2 separate regions of the Mus musculus genome follow, and region 1 is linked to region 2. A link is a contact called in public Hi-C data. All regions are on one chromosome and are shown on one strand. The core of a region is the stretch at or near the end of the contact, and the rest is flanking DNA. Distances in the headings are between cores, read along the strand shown.

Evidence for each region. Hi-C and Micro-C count contacts between places; a contact is called where the count stands out from the background.
Region 1: a Hi-C map of bone marrow-derived macrophages shows a contact between it and region 2, with 2.3 times the contacts expected there. The contact joins two enhancer-like sites. A contact is called at or near these places in 7 of 484 Hi-C or Micro-C datasets (CD8 T cells, the N1E-115 cell line, bone marrow-derived macrophages and 3 more), 1 of 115 datasets of contacts at active chromatin or transcription factors (microglia) and 2 of 9 other capture datasets (adipose tissue and liver).

What each region holds. Positions count from the first base shown.
Region 1 is chr16:85,059,294-85,066,127 of GRCm38.p6, reverse strand. All of the region lies in intron 5 of App (amyloid beta (A4) precursor protein), which reads left to right. Among named protein-coding and RNA genes, the nearest start is that of Gm10791, 90 kb to the right of the region's middle. Within about 2 kb of position 4,282, at least 20 of the 459 cell types and tissues checked have an H3K27ac peak or open chromatin away from gene starts, as enhancers often do. A contact at or near this core is called in adipose tissue and bone marrow-derived macrophages, where this site is marked.
Region 2 is chr16:84,965,153-84,972,295 of GRCm38.p6, reverse strand. It overlaps App (amyloid beta (A4) precursor protein), which reads left to right. Exons shown (of 18, transcript NM_001198823.1): 15 at 835-888; 16 at 6,526-6,626. Gm10791 (predicted gene 10791) reads right to left here and starts at 85. Exons shown (of 4, transcript NR_045889.1): 1 at 1-85. Within about 2 kb of position 4,730, at least 57 of the 459 cell types and tissues checked have an H3K27ac peak or open chromatin away from gene starts, as enhancers often do. A contact at or near this core is called in adipose tissue and bone marrow-derived macrophages, where this site is marked.

The DNA of each region.
Region 1 (6,834 bases), core at 3,033-5,532, 94 kb before region 2:
ATGGCCTGCCTTCTGTTTTCTGTGAACACTCACTCGTGTTCTGCAGCCTACAGAGCTCTTGGCCCTCTGTTGTCCCCTTTCCCATGTGCTCTTTCCTGTAGCTTCGTACTCATATATTGCTTCCCACTTTATTATATTTTGATTCTGTTCTTAAGTCTGCCTTCTCCAGATCTTGTCTCTCTCTCTATATATATGCAAATATATTTATAAATTGTTATATATTGCTTATATACTTTATATATGTATTGTTTTATATATTGTTTTTATATGTTTATATTTATTATTTATATATAGAAACAAAAATGTTTGATTTATATAGTAAACTGATAATAAATAGGGTGAACAATAACTAGTAGTAAAACAGGGCCATTATATCAGGTTGTGGCAATAAAAGCTAGTCAAAATGCATGAATTGTTTCTCTCAGAAACTTTTCACAAAATATTTTAAGTCCGAGGCCGACCCGAAGGAGAGTAACTGAAGCCACATCTAATGAGGTGACTTACTGTGTACTTAGTGTCATCTGTCTTCCTGATAGAACAAAGCACTCACAGAAGCAGCTGTTGTCAGGGACTTCACCTAAAACACAAGATGTGGCCACACTGAGCGCACTACATGTGACTCTCCATCTACCCTTGCTGCACTGTGTAAGGAACACTGGTGTCCTGTGTGCTGACTCTGAGTTTTCCAGATACTTCTTGAGAAAATTCTTATCAAGGCAAGAAACTGGCCTTGCTGGTAAAGGAAAAAAAAAATTACCCACAGTGGAAAAGCCCTTTTCCTATCTAAACACGCATTCCTCAGTTTTCTGGCTACCGAGTCCTTTCATGATGCAGTAGTGATAGGCTTAAATTTATATCACCTCTAGTTTATATCCAATTGAAAAGACTCCCTTACTCACTTCAAACCCTCAGAAACAAAAAGAAGTGGGGTATGTGAGGATCCCTGGTGTAGCTTCCTTTCTTGCTATTTTTTCCGGGATGAGACAACAAGACATGTCTGGTCTTTCCGGAAAGGCTCTCCTGAGAGCATAGGTGCAACCAGCATCCCAGGGGTTCTGCCCTTTCTTAGAAGAAGGGTTGCAGGTTCCTATGGCTACGTCACGTATGAAACCAATGTGGCTTTCATACAAGCAGGAAGCTTCCCTTTCTCCTTCTCCTTTCCGAGGTCGTGTGTGTGTGTGTGTGTGTGTGTGTGTGTGTGTGTGAGAGAGAGAGAGAGAGAGAGAGAGAGAGAGAGGCTTGATTAGTTTCTCACTTTAAGACAGTCCTAGAAAGCTGGATAAGCATTTAGCTCACAGATCACCTGCAGTTTTATGCTTGTTAAAAGAAAGCAGAAGAGAAGACTGGGCACAGTGTCCCTCAGATGCTTGTGTTCATGGTGTCTTCTCCAGCTGCCTTCATTCAATACTTTTCTCACGGCTGGGAGCAAACACCAGGACAGGCTATAACCTAAAGCTTCCCGTGAAAGACCCACTTCTTTTTTTTTTTATTAGATATTTTCTTCACTTACATTTCAAATGCCATCCTGAAAGTCCCCTATACCCTCCCCCACCCTGCTCCCCTACCCACCCTCTCCCACTTCTTGGCCCTGGCTTTCCCCTGTACTGGGGCATATAAAGTTTGCAAGACCAAGGGGTCTCTCTTCCCAATGATGGCTGGCTAGGCCATCTTCTGATACATATGCAGCTAGAGATACGAGCTCTGGGGGTACTGGTTAGTTCATATTGTTCCACCTATAGGGTTGCAGATCCCTTCAGCTCCTTGGGTACTTTCTCTAGCTCCTCCATTGGGAACCCTGTGATCCATCCTATAGGTGACTGTGAGCATCCACTTCTGTATTTGCCAGGCACTGGCATAGTATCATAAGAGACAGCTATACCAGGGTCCTTTCAGCAAAATCTTGCTGGCATATGCAATAGTGTCTGGGTTTGGTGGCTGATTATGGGATGGACCCCCAGGTGGGGCAGTCTCTAGATGGTCCATCCTTTCATCTTAGCTCCAAACTTTGTCTGTACAACTCCTTCCATGGGTATTTTGTTCCCTATTCTAGGGAGGAATAAAGTATCCATGCGTTGGTCTTCCTTCTTGATTTTCTTGTGTTTTTGGAAATTGTATCTTGGATATTCTAGGTTTCTGGGCTAATATCCACTTATCATTGAGTGCATATCAAGTGACTTCTTTTATGATTGTGTTACCTTACTCAGGATGATATCCTCCGGATACATCCATTTGCCTAACAATTTCATAAATTTATTGTTTTTAATAGCTGAGTAGTACTCCATTATGTAAATGTACCACATTTTCTGTATCCATTCCTCTGTTGAGGGACATCTGGGTTCTTTCCAGCTTCTGGCTATTATAAACAAGGCTGCTATGAACATAGTGGAGCATGTGTTCTTCTTACTGGTTGGAATATCTTCTGGGTATATGCCCAGGAGAGGTATTGCTGGATCTTCTGGTAGTACTATGTCCAGTTTTCTGAGGAACCACCAGACTGATTTCCAGAGTGGTTGTACAAGCTTGCAATCCCACCAGCAATGGAGGAGTGTTCCTCTTTCTCCACATCCTAGACAGCATCTGCTGTCACCTGAATTTTTTATCCTAGCCATTCTGACTGGTGTGAGGTGGAATCTTAAGGCTTCTCGGCCTCCTGAAACAGTGCTACCACCTAGGAACCAAGGGTTCCATACACGAGTGTTTGGGAAATGCCTCTCACGCAGGCCATAGCACAGCTTTGGACAGTCCAAATGCTCATCCCTTAGTCATCCCTGCCTGTCCTAGATAGTGTTCCTGAGTTCAGTTCCCCTTTTGTGCTCATCACCTTGGACTGTGCCAGTAGACCACCATTTCTTCAGTTCGTAGTCTTTTTTGGTCTATAGGATGTGCGTACCAGGAGGGCAGAGACATTCTCTGATTTGTTTCTCGCAATGTCCCCCAGATTTTGAACATGCCCCCAAACTTAGTATGAAGCCTATTGTCCAAATGGATAGAGATCATGGATTCCCTGATCTCCATTTGCAATCTGCACACGGTCGGTCACCCATACTCACCAAGACCCTGATCTTCAGGAATTTGTTCCTTCAGAGGTTTCTGGCATAGCCTCTGATGAACCAGGATTTTGTTTTCTCACATCAAGAATTTAGAATGGTTCTAGGACTTTTTTTTCTTTCTCACTGCAGGTGCTTCTACTTAATCCTGCACGGATCATAAAGCTGTCAGGACAATGTACTTTATATTATATATCACTTTTCTTACTTCCAAGATAGCCTTGGGGGGAAGAAAAGCACTTTAGTCTTTTACTGTAATTATAGTCCAGATTTAGAAGCCTTGCCAGAATATCATTCTACCACACTTTTTTATGATGCTGAAATATTTTAAAGAAAAGTTCAGTTAAGAGCATACTAACTAAATATGTCTGTACATCTCTAAAACTGCTGCTCTGCAGAACACACTGATACCCTCTCACCCACAAAATTAATAAAAAAAGAAAAATTGATACCAGGAAGTACTAAGTTCACAGATTTGTCTAAACTGTTTTTCATGGTTTATTTTTTATATAACAGATCCTTCCTAACAACAGAGGTTTTTTTTTTCAAAAATATTTTATGGTTGGGGTGTTTTTGGTTTTTGTATTTTACCTGCATGTATATCTGTACACCACATAGACCTACCCGACACCCCATGCAGTGTCCAACCTTTGAACTTCCAGTCCTTCCTGCCTGTTGTCCACTCCATTAGCAAGATCAAACAAGTAAAAAACGTCTCTGGGTATGTGAAGTATTAATATGCTAATGAGCAGGTAGGATGTGTGTTCTGGAGACCATGAGAGAATTTCAAGTGCAGTGTCCATGAGTGACCCTGAGCAAGTCAGAAGATGCCATAACTACTGAATGGCAAAGAGTATAGTCTAATGGAGGCATTCAAGGTTGGATGAATGGCTGCATTGCCTATTTATTCATTAATTTACATTGAACCTGCCTAGATCTCATTTACATCCACATTTAACCACTAAGGAAAAAGCCCTGGTTTCCTTCTGTCTTTCCTCTCCATTAAAACTCAGTGTCCCTGTGAACTTTTGTTGGGATCATCGTTATTTGCATATTGTTCCCAATTGCATAATGAATGCATATTCCTGACTCATCCCAACTGCCCAGTGGCCTCTGGCCTGTGCCAGTCACTTTCTCCTTGGAATTTCTGAAGCGAGTGTTATGCAAGTCCCCTGTTGCTCACTGAGCCATTAGTAGAGACTCTCTCACCCAGAATAGGCATTACTAAATGTGTGATGACGACTCAGTCCAATTTCAAACCAAGGTTGGGACCGGCAGCTCACTCTTAATTGCCTGAGTCATGCAGTTTTGATGTCTCAGTCTTTAAGTTAAGGCTCCAGCTGGGTTTGAGATCCTTCCTCAGCAAGGAATACTTTAGCTGCAAATGTCAAAAATCGCCAGGATTGGTTCAGAGTCTTTCCAGTGAGCTGTGCTTAACTGATGGTCCACTTTGATAAATCTAATGCCATCCGCTCGTAGCTGGCAGGGGCTTCTGCCTTTCGGGTGGTCACAGAAGCTAGGAGTAACAAGGCAAAGAAACAAAGACACAGGGGCTACCTTTTCATCTGGATGTGACTTCTCCATGAAGTACAGGCATGTAGCCTGGCTTCTGGTTGTTTAGAAATTGCCGGTTGCAAGGCCTTCTAGCTGCAAGGGATGCAGCAATGTGGACTAATGGGCTATTTGGTTCTTATCCATCTCCTGTCAAGGGAGGGGAGGAAGGACTTGAGAATGACCTTGGGTAACTTACACAGTATCTGCTACAAGGAGTTTATGCTTTCTTCCCAAGGGAAACATACATCGGATTTTGTTTTGGAAAACTTCTAACTGAAAATTTGATATGCCTTGCTAGCTAGCATGTGTCACCAAGGCAACTACTCCCCTATCTGCAGGAGATACGGCCTATAGGGTTCTGTCATCACTACATTGTGTATATACTTTTTGTTGCTTTCCTTCTGTAGAGTGTGCACTCATCCACAGAAAGAGGTCATTGACAGATTATCAACAGATCATGAAAAAGATGGAGTGATCATAACGATAGTGTACTAAGAATTACTTAAAGGTTATGAATTGTTTCTGGATTTTCCACTAGATAGTTTTTTAGACGGTGTTTGACCAGGTAATTCAGAGTGTCATCACAGTATTGTAGAATAAAATAGGAACTACATTTTAAGTCTATAGTCAAAAGAAGACTTTTTGTGTATGTAGATCTGAATTGATGAAGTAATCAGTGTAGAGGATAATTTGCCTCGTTCAACCTGATTCAGTGATGCCATGACAAAAGGTACTATAGATATGAAAAGTCATAGCCGTGTTTTTGCTTTCTTTTGTTATAATTACCTTTATTGTACTTGTAATAGGGTTCTTGGAAGAGGGAATATGTTTGCAAATTGCAGGCCCTCAAATGGCAGTTTTGCTACTGAGAGTTTTTATGCCAGATCAACCCACAAGTATTTATAAGAAAAGTTGTTTGTTACATTAGGAAAATCTACTTCAAGTCTTTTTTTTTTTCTGAAAAAGGGGTGTGCATTAACAAAGAACTCATAACACAACTCTACAGCTTTGCCTAATTTTTAAAACCAAAAATGACCTGATAGTCTAAATCAGAACACCTACCCTTACCAGCCACCCTCTCCTGCAATCCAGGTTTCTTCTCACCAGATCCTACAACTCCTGAATTCATCTGCTTGAACATTTGCCTATATTCATTGTTTCTGTAAGTGAGTGGGACATGGTTCATGTCAGTAAGGACACCATTTAGGAGGCCGAGGCAAAAGGTTCCTAATGATATCAAGGTCATCTTAGGCTGCTGACCGGAACCTTCTCTCAAACCAGTATAAACAAATGAGTAAAGAAATAGGCTAAGAGTGACCTTGTGTGTTTACTTTTGGAATGGGAGTGTTCTTGACTTCACCTTCCTTGGGCTGTCCTTTGTTGACGATTTCCTGGGGACCACAGAAAACAAGCTTACCTTCTTCCGTGTTTCTTCATGTTCTCTGCAAGTAACAACAATGATCTCAGACATTGCTTTTCTTTGGAACACACTGACTTACTCAGTTGGAGAACTCTGAATCCAACGAAGGGGAAAACATCTGTTCATCTCAGGTTGTTTTCTTGTGTTATTGGTGCATTGGCGTTTGTTTGTTTGTTTGTTTGTTTGTTGTTTCTGTCTTCATGGCTGTATTTTCTCTGTGTCTCTCACTTTGATTCTGGGAATCTCTCACAGACGCTTCTGTCTTCCTCTTCTTCCCGTACATCGGCATGCATAGGTCTGAGCCCCATCTTTTTTCAGTCATGCTCCTCTGGCCTCTTATTGGTCACAACATGTTGGGAACTGGCTTTTGGTTATTTTTATCACTGCTGAAGTGGAGGCCAGATAGTAGATCGCATTCTCGTACCCATGAATATCAGAACATCTCTCTGCCATTTCTTTTCTCCGGTTTCTATGATAGCAGGAAGAAAGAAAAACAAACTAAATGTTTACAGGCTGTGAAACAACAAATAAAACTTCTAAAGGTCCTTTATTCATTTAATTGGGCAGGAGGTACCAACACATTCAATTATCCCTTACTTCGTGACTTCAAACCCCTACCATTGTGCCCAACAGAGGAATACATGTGGCCCCCACTATCCTATCATGCAGAATAGCTTCACAGACCAAAGGACCCTCAATGAACTGTGAGTTCACTCCTCCCTGAGCCTCCACCCCACAGCCACTGATCTTTTTACTCCAGCCTTTGGCCGTACATGGAATGTCAGAGAATGCAAATGGCAAAACACTTTGCTT
Region 2 (7,143 bases), core at 3,481-5,980:
CTCCCTTCCTTATTTCTTCAAAATCCAGTCTGAGCTGAGGGAAGTTGTTTTCTGACAAGGGACAGAACACCGCCTTGGGAATGCCAGGCGGTGCAGAGTCACCGTGGGGATTACCGCGCTTAGACGTTGTTTTCTTTGGATCAGTCCCAGAACGCGTACAAAAGGATGATTGTGACTGTCAGCAGATATGACAGGAAATGGTCTCATTTCACACAATTCAGATGAATGTCATCTGTAGAGAGGAAGCCAGCCATTTCAAAGGAGAAACGGGGGGGGGGGGGAGCCCGTGGGTTACTTCTTCTACCCTAAACTCAGAAGGAATTTGCTTCACTAAATGGCAAAAAGCGTTGCTCTTCCGATAAACTCATATTTGCATTTCCCCTGGCAATTGAATAATCCCTTAGTAGTTAATTAACTGTAAAAGAAGATAAGATTGAGTAGCTGTAGGAGGAGGTAGCTTTTAAGTTTACTGCTGGGCTGGGCATAATCTATTTTATTTCTAATCAAAAGCCAAGAAACCATCTCTAACCTAGCCCAGAGGAAAGTCTACCTTCCCCAGCCTCCGTCTTTGATCCTATTGTACATCCTGGTGAGTGCTCTATGACCACACTAAGGAGACACGTTGGCACGTCAGGGGCGCTAAGCCTTTGGAAGTGGTACCCCTCCCCATCCTTGATGCCCAGGATTAGCTCACAAAGGTTCTTTTTTTTCCCAGCTGCTCCTTTTTCATGACTTGTTTATTGCAAATGCTTTCCCTTGCTCTGTGTTCAGAAGCCACGACTTAACCATCCTGATTTGTCTCCTTTGCTCTCTGTCTCTTGCTTCCTGCACCAGTCGAGCCTGTTGACGCCCGCCCCGCTGCTGACCGAGGACTGACCACTCGACCAGGTATCTGACTCGCCCCATTTCGCCTCTGCTCTCAGCACTGTGCGCTTCAGCAAACATGCCTCTCTGGGTTGCACGTGTTACGGGATAGAATTTAAAACGACTGTAGGCACCAAGCATGATTTCAGAGTCTTGGCTTCTCCTTATGCCTCATTTCCCAAGTTCCTACGTGATCTAGTGTTTGTTTGTTTGTTTGTTTGTTTGTTTGTTTCTGAGCCTTCTTTCTGAAACAAAGAGAGTCTTTTCAAATGTGGGGCTCTTTTTCTTGATTTCTTCCTTTTTTAATAAATGAAGAGTGTGATGTGGACCCTGTCCTCACACACGGTAGAGGCCCAGGGAGGTGTAGATTTCAGTGGGAAATTGATTCTTGCTGAAGACATCTCCTTCCTCTCTTGTTTAGTATTCATGGGGGTCCTTGAGTGGCCTCAGACTTTTGTTGGTTACTAACATAGACACAATTTCCTTAAAATATCATTATTGGTATTTCTCCAGCTCCAGAAATACTTAGTGCCCTCTGTGGATTGACTATGCTTACGCTCAGCCAGTGGCTGAAGTAACACAACAGATGGATATGCATAATTTTGCAGAGAAGCCCTTTTGTTTTTCTGTCTTACAAATTTCTTCACTATCAAAATAGATATTTCTTTTTATACAGTTTCCCAAGATTAAAAAGAAATGGGTTTCGACCCCCTATTCTATGTTTAGCCCCCGGCTAAACTTAAAGTCTTAAGAATAATGTCACACCGCAAGAGACATAGAACCCGCTTGTGTCTACTCCTTGCACAGCCTCACCCCACTGATAGTGACCGACAAAGTGAATCAGAGAGGGGAAAGTCAATGAATTGGAAGATCTGTGTATTGTGGAGAGATTTTCTTCCAAATAGCACATACCTTCCCACGTTTACTTTCTTTATGCCCAGATCCCATGAGATACTCAAGAGCAATGTTAACATCCCTTGGGGACATCACTAAAGGGAGGTAGTTTTGCTTCCTGGTTCAGAGGTATCCCCAGTAAGACCAGATATGGCCACGCCCCTCTTCTTGCCATTCAAATCTCTAGCCTTGGCTGCTGCCAGCCATGGTCCTAGGGAAAGACTTTGAGAGTCCTTCTGGCATCACACTGATCCCATGATGTGGTTCAGCACCTGAGCAGAAATTGCAGAGTGATACGTCGGAGGACAGCTGACCTCATTGATCTGACGAACGTCTTGTCTGAAGTGCTTTTAAAAGAACCTTGAGTTATATAAGTTGTACACTCTTTGGGCTCTCTCATGTCCTCTTTAATGACAGTGTCACTAAGTAAATGTCCAGGGAACCAGCAGTTGACCTTCCCATGCTGTTCTGCCAGCCAGTGAAGCCCAAGGCAGGGCCAGTAAGTCCAGTGAGTCCTCACCACAGCTACAACCAGCTCAAGCTGGTCTCCTAGACTTTTTAAAATAGCACGCTACTCGTTTTATTTTTTTAAAGATGACCTATTTTTTATCTATAAACATAAAATGTAATATTGAGGCGTACATCCAGCCGATTTTATTACATTCCTCTATTATATAAGGATGTACTTGTTCCTGTTCAAATAATCCAGCACTCACACAGTCAACCAGCTCATCTTCTCACTCTGTTTATGTAAACTGAACATGTAAAAGGCATTTTCATACACTGGCAAAAAAAAGTCATCTGTTTTGAGAAAAGAAACTAATGGCGTTCTACAGAACAGGGAAAGCCTACAATAACAACAGTATTATCCCATGAGACATCAATGTTGTAAATTCTGTGAATACTCAAAAAGAATAAATGATAAGGTTCTTGCTCCCGGGGGCCTGAGATGTAATCAAAAACAACTCACTTTGAATTTAGAGAAAGATGGGAGGACAGGAATATATGAGGACACACAAAGACGTTTGGTGACAGAGCATGTTATCCAGGGAACTCTCTGGAAAGGAGCTTTCCACAGAGAGAGGGGAGTGGGAGATTTAAGGCCCAGGGGAGGGCGAGGAGGAAATCAGTTAGATTAGAAACTGTCCTGGGCTTGTCCTTGTAAGACCTGTATCCATATATCCACATCCTTCCAAAGATAGCCACCGAAGAGGAAGATGGTATACACCAGGCATGCGGAAGCCAGCTAAGCTGCAATTATGAGCATGGAATTTGCTCACCGTGTCTGAGGAGTTGTGTAGGCTCTATCATCTGTACTTCTGTGTTGGCAATGAGTCTGCCGCATATTCAGACTGATACCTTCCTACGCTGTGCACCTGTTCCAATAACTCTACAGCCACCTGTTAGGAATCCACACTCTGGACTCTGCCACATTGCATCTGTAGACTTTTCCGGTCTTAGATGCCCTTCCCAGGATTGCCCTCCACCATTGCTCTTTAATAATCTTTCTTGTCACTCAGAAACAAAGAAATCAAGGGTGTGAGTTTTGGCTTAGTCCTTTCTATGCCCTGTTTCACATCACCATGATGAAGAGAATGATTTTCTTTCTTATCTGAAAAACCAGGATATTGTAACTTTTAGAAGATAGTGTCACCCACAAGCCACAGCAATAATGATGCCGATTTTTAGACACAGTGACAATCCCAGCTACTCACTCTTCCTGGAATGTTTCCAAGCAAAAACTGGACTCTTGCAGACAATAAGAAAACACATCAGCAGTCTCTTCACTTGGTGTGTTAAGCTACCCCGCCATTATTCCCTGTCCCATCCTTCTCCAGGCCTAACAATCTAGTTTCGTGACCCCAAGAGATATTTTCCTATTGATTTATTTCATTGTTCTATTGTTTTGTTAATCTCTCTGTAATAATATTGCTTAGTGCGTAGAACATCTTCTAAATGCCATTACGTGCTGAACAGCAGTGAAAGAGGGACTCTTTCTGCTGAGTCTTACACTACTGAACTGTGAACATTGCCAGTCGTGCTAGCATGTGACGTGAATTTGATTTTTTTTTTTTGCCTTTTTCTGTCATCAGATACACTGTCAGTGTCCTCTCCACCATACCAGGAGCTTATACGGTTTTAAATGGGGACGTAATAATTGACATATTCATCGCAATGCTGTGCTCTCTGCCTCCCCCACCCCCTGATATAAAAGGGAAGACTACTTACAAGTTTTCACTAAAATCTCAGAAGTAACTTTAACTGCCGTGTTACTACTCGCATGTGGTGAGGGAAGGCTGCATTAGAAAGAAATCACTGTTGATCTAACGAGGAAGTAGGTCAGGTTTTATAAAGGTTTGGAGGAAGATGAAAATAAGCAACCGGGGTGATTTAAAGAGCATTCATGTCACTGCCACATTAGAAAAAAAAATAGTGTCAGGAAGTACAGAGAACAGAGTGAGTTATAATATGAAAAAAATAAAGGTAATTTTTTTAAGTAATGTAAAAATAGAAGGTTGCAGTTCTTCAAGTAGTATCCAAGGACAAGGGCTGTCGAATGAAAACAAGCAGAGCTAATGAGATGAAACAGAAAGGGGACTTACAGGTCTCGTTGTGTCTTTCCTGTCTAAATTAATAAAAATGATCTCCCGATGAAAGGAAATTAAAGTTCAGATAGAACACCGTGAGAAAAGAAAGCGCTAAGCCTTTGTATTCGTTGCCTAGTCACCTATCGCTGTGTAACAAGTAGCCCCAGAACTTAGCAGCTTCATAGAGCAAGCGTTTAGCTCCTTACAGCAGTTTCAGCCAGCCAGCATTTTAGCATAGGGCAGAGCTGGCTGGTTCTGGCTCAGGCTCTTTCATGAAATCACAATGAAGACACTGCCAAAGCTGTGGTCTCCTGAAGGTCTGGCTAGAGCTGACAGAGATCAAGCACTCTCTTGGCTGCTGTCAGGAGCCTTCGGTACCTTCCCATGGCAGCTGGCTTCCCACACACCAAGAAGTACAATAGAGGGAATAAGAAAGAAGCTTTGGTGCCTTTTATAAGGCATCAGTTCTGCCATGTTCTACTTACATAGATACCATATCATCCCCTGCTCCGGAGAACAAAAGAACAAAGTTCTGGTTTTTTGAAATCATTATTAATAATAAATGTGTGTTGTATACTCACATATGTAGACAAGTACAGTTCCCTACAACCCAGGCTAAGAACACATGAAGAGGAACTTGAACAACAGTGGCTAGTCATTGTGAGAGTTAGAACAGAAGAGTAGGAAGGCCCAGCTAGAAGGAAATGGGGAAGTGTGATCCAGAGGCAGAAGCGAGGGAGAGCAGCATTGTACTGTGAGCAGATTGGCATTCATCATGAGCCTGGTTTACGGTGGGTTGTCCAAGGGAAGCGTTGTGGGCAGTTAGACAAGAGGTGGTGATGAGTCACACCCAGCATGGACTGCCCAGGTCTGTCAATTATACTCACTCTCAGCAGAAGCCATGCTGACTGGCTGACGGGCTTTCTCAGTGCTTATGACCTTGTGCTTTTCAGGGTCAGCAGGGGGTTGACAAGTTTTCCAATACTTGATGGACAAGATTGGAAGAGCCATTAGACCCAGAAGAGGCAATGAGTTCCCACAGGAGTTGCGGGAATTCACAATGTGTAGCCAGAGAAAGGAATCCTCACTGCCTTGCCTTTAATGTCTGACACACGTGCTCAAACCTACCTGGTGTCACAGATAGATGCCTGGCTCACTCGAAATAGGACCAGGCCCTGCGGTGTAGGTTACAGGGAGACCGTGTTGCAGTAATCTGTAGGAAACAAAATCATTCTCTCTGGTATGCAAACTGACCTCTACCTTTGAATTCACGTAGGTGCTAAGAACCTGCCTCCATTGGAAACATCATGGAGGAGGTGGCTCTAAAAGCCCTTCCTTCATAGCCTCAGATTCTACTTCAGTAGGATCACTTCAGAAAACACGACAACTGATGCAAACGGACATCCCTTCTGTCTGTCTTCACTTCCATTTCTAAAACATATTTTACCTTTTAGTTTTGAGCCTCAGATGAATAGTTGAATCATGAAACGCTGTAAGAATTGGTCCAAGAACCATGCAGCCACGTATAGAGAAAGAGGAATTAGGTAATGAATTCTATTGATCCCAGAGACGCTCTCTGTTCATTGTGTGCTCCTTTCGAGTCAGCGGATGAAGCGATTCCACGGGGCGTGTTCAGCTAGAGAGCTGGGATGCTGAGCTAAACAAATTATGTGACTGACAGTGCTACCGCCGTGCAGAGAAATATGAACATGATTTACTTGCAATTAGAACAAAGCTCCAAAGTAATGGATTTGTTCTCCCAGGTCGTTAAAGTTCATTTCCAAAGCCGTGCATTTCGTTTTTCTTTAAGCAGTCCCAGCCCATAAAAAGTGCACACATAATAAACAACAAGCCGCTAAAACCAAGTCAACATTTCTTAGGTACAATTTAACCTGGCATCTTAACCAGCATTGATTTTTCCCCCCTTTCCCTCCCTCCCCTTTTAATTATGGCATGTGTTTGGCCACACAGGCATTACATATTCAGCGTTCTTCAGTCTTTTTGTTTGCTAGGTGGTGGTTAATGGTTTAAATCTAGGGTGTCATTTTTCTTGAGAAAAATCCCTAAATCCGTTTTTCCTAAAAGCTCTGGCCAAGAGAGAACTTTAAGGCAGTTTTTGCCTCCTTGTGGCTGGCGGTCACACTAACGGATGGCCCTGCATACTTTGTGTTTGACGCAGGTTCTGGGCTGACAAACATCAAGACGGAAGAGATCTCGGAAGTGAAGATGGATGCAGAATTCGGACATGATTCAGGATTTGAAGTCCGCCATCAAAAACTGGTAGGCAAAAATAAACTGCCTCTCCCCGAGATTGCGTCTGGCCAGATGAAATACGTGGCACCTCGTGGCTTGTCCTGTGTCAAAACTGAGAAGGACTACTGGGAATAAAACCAAAATGCCTGCCTAGATCTTCACAAAGATAGGAAGGAGAGGAAGTGGGGCTCTGTTGATAGTTCTTGCTGAGCAGAAGCCGCTGAGCCCAGGCGGAACATACAAGTGTAATTCAGTCCAACGTTGCAGCTACGTGAGCTGACTTCCTAGGAAAATGGTTTTTTCGGGTTAAACACATCTAATCCCAATATCCAAACTGGAAGGCAGGATACCACAAACAAGAAATTCAAGTCCATGAGGCTCTGATATTACTGTGTGGGGGAAGCATAAGTGAATTTCATTTAGAGGTGGTCCCAGTTTCCAAGATGGTCTCATTATGTAAATACCAAAAAAAAAAAAAAGTTAGAAATCAAGATTTTCGAAACCCTTTTGGTCATGACCATTCTCGGTCCACGATAGTTTTATT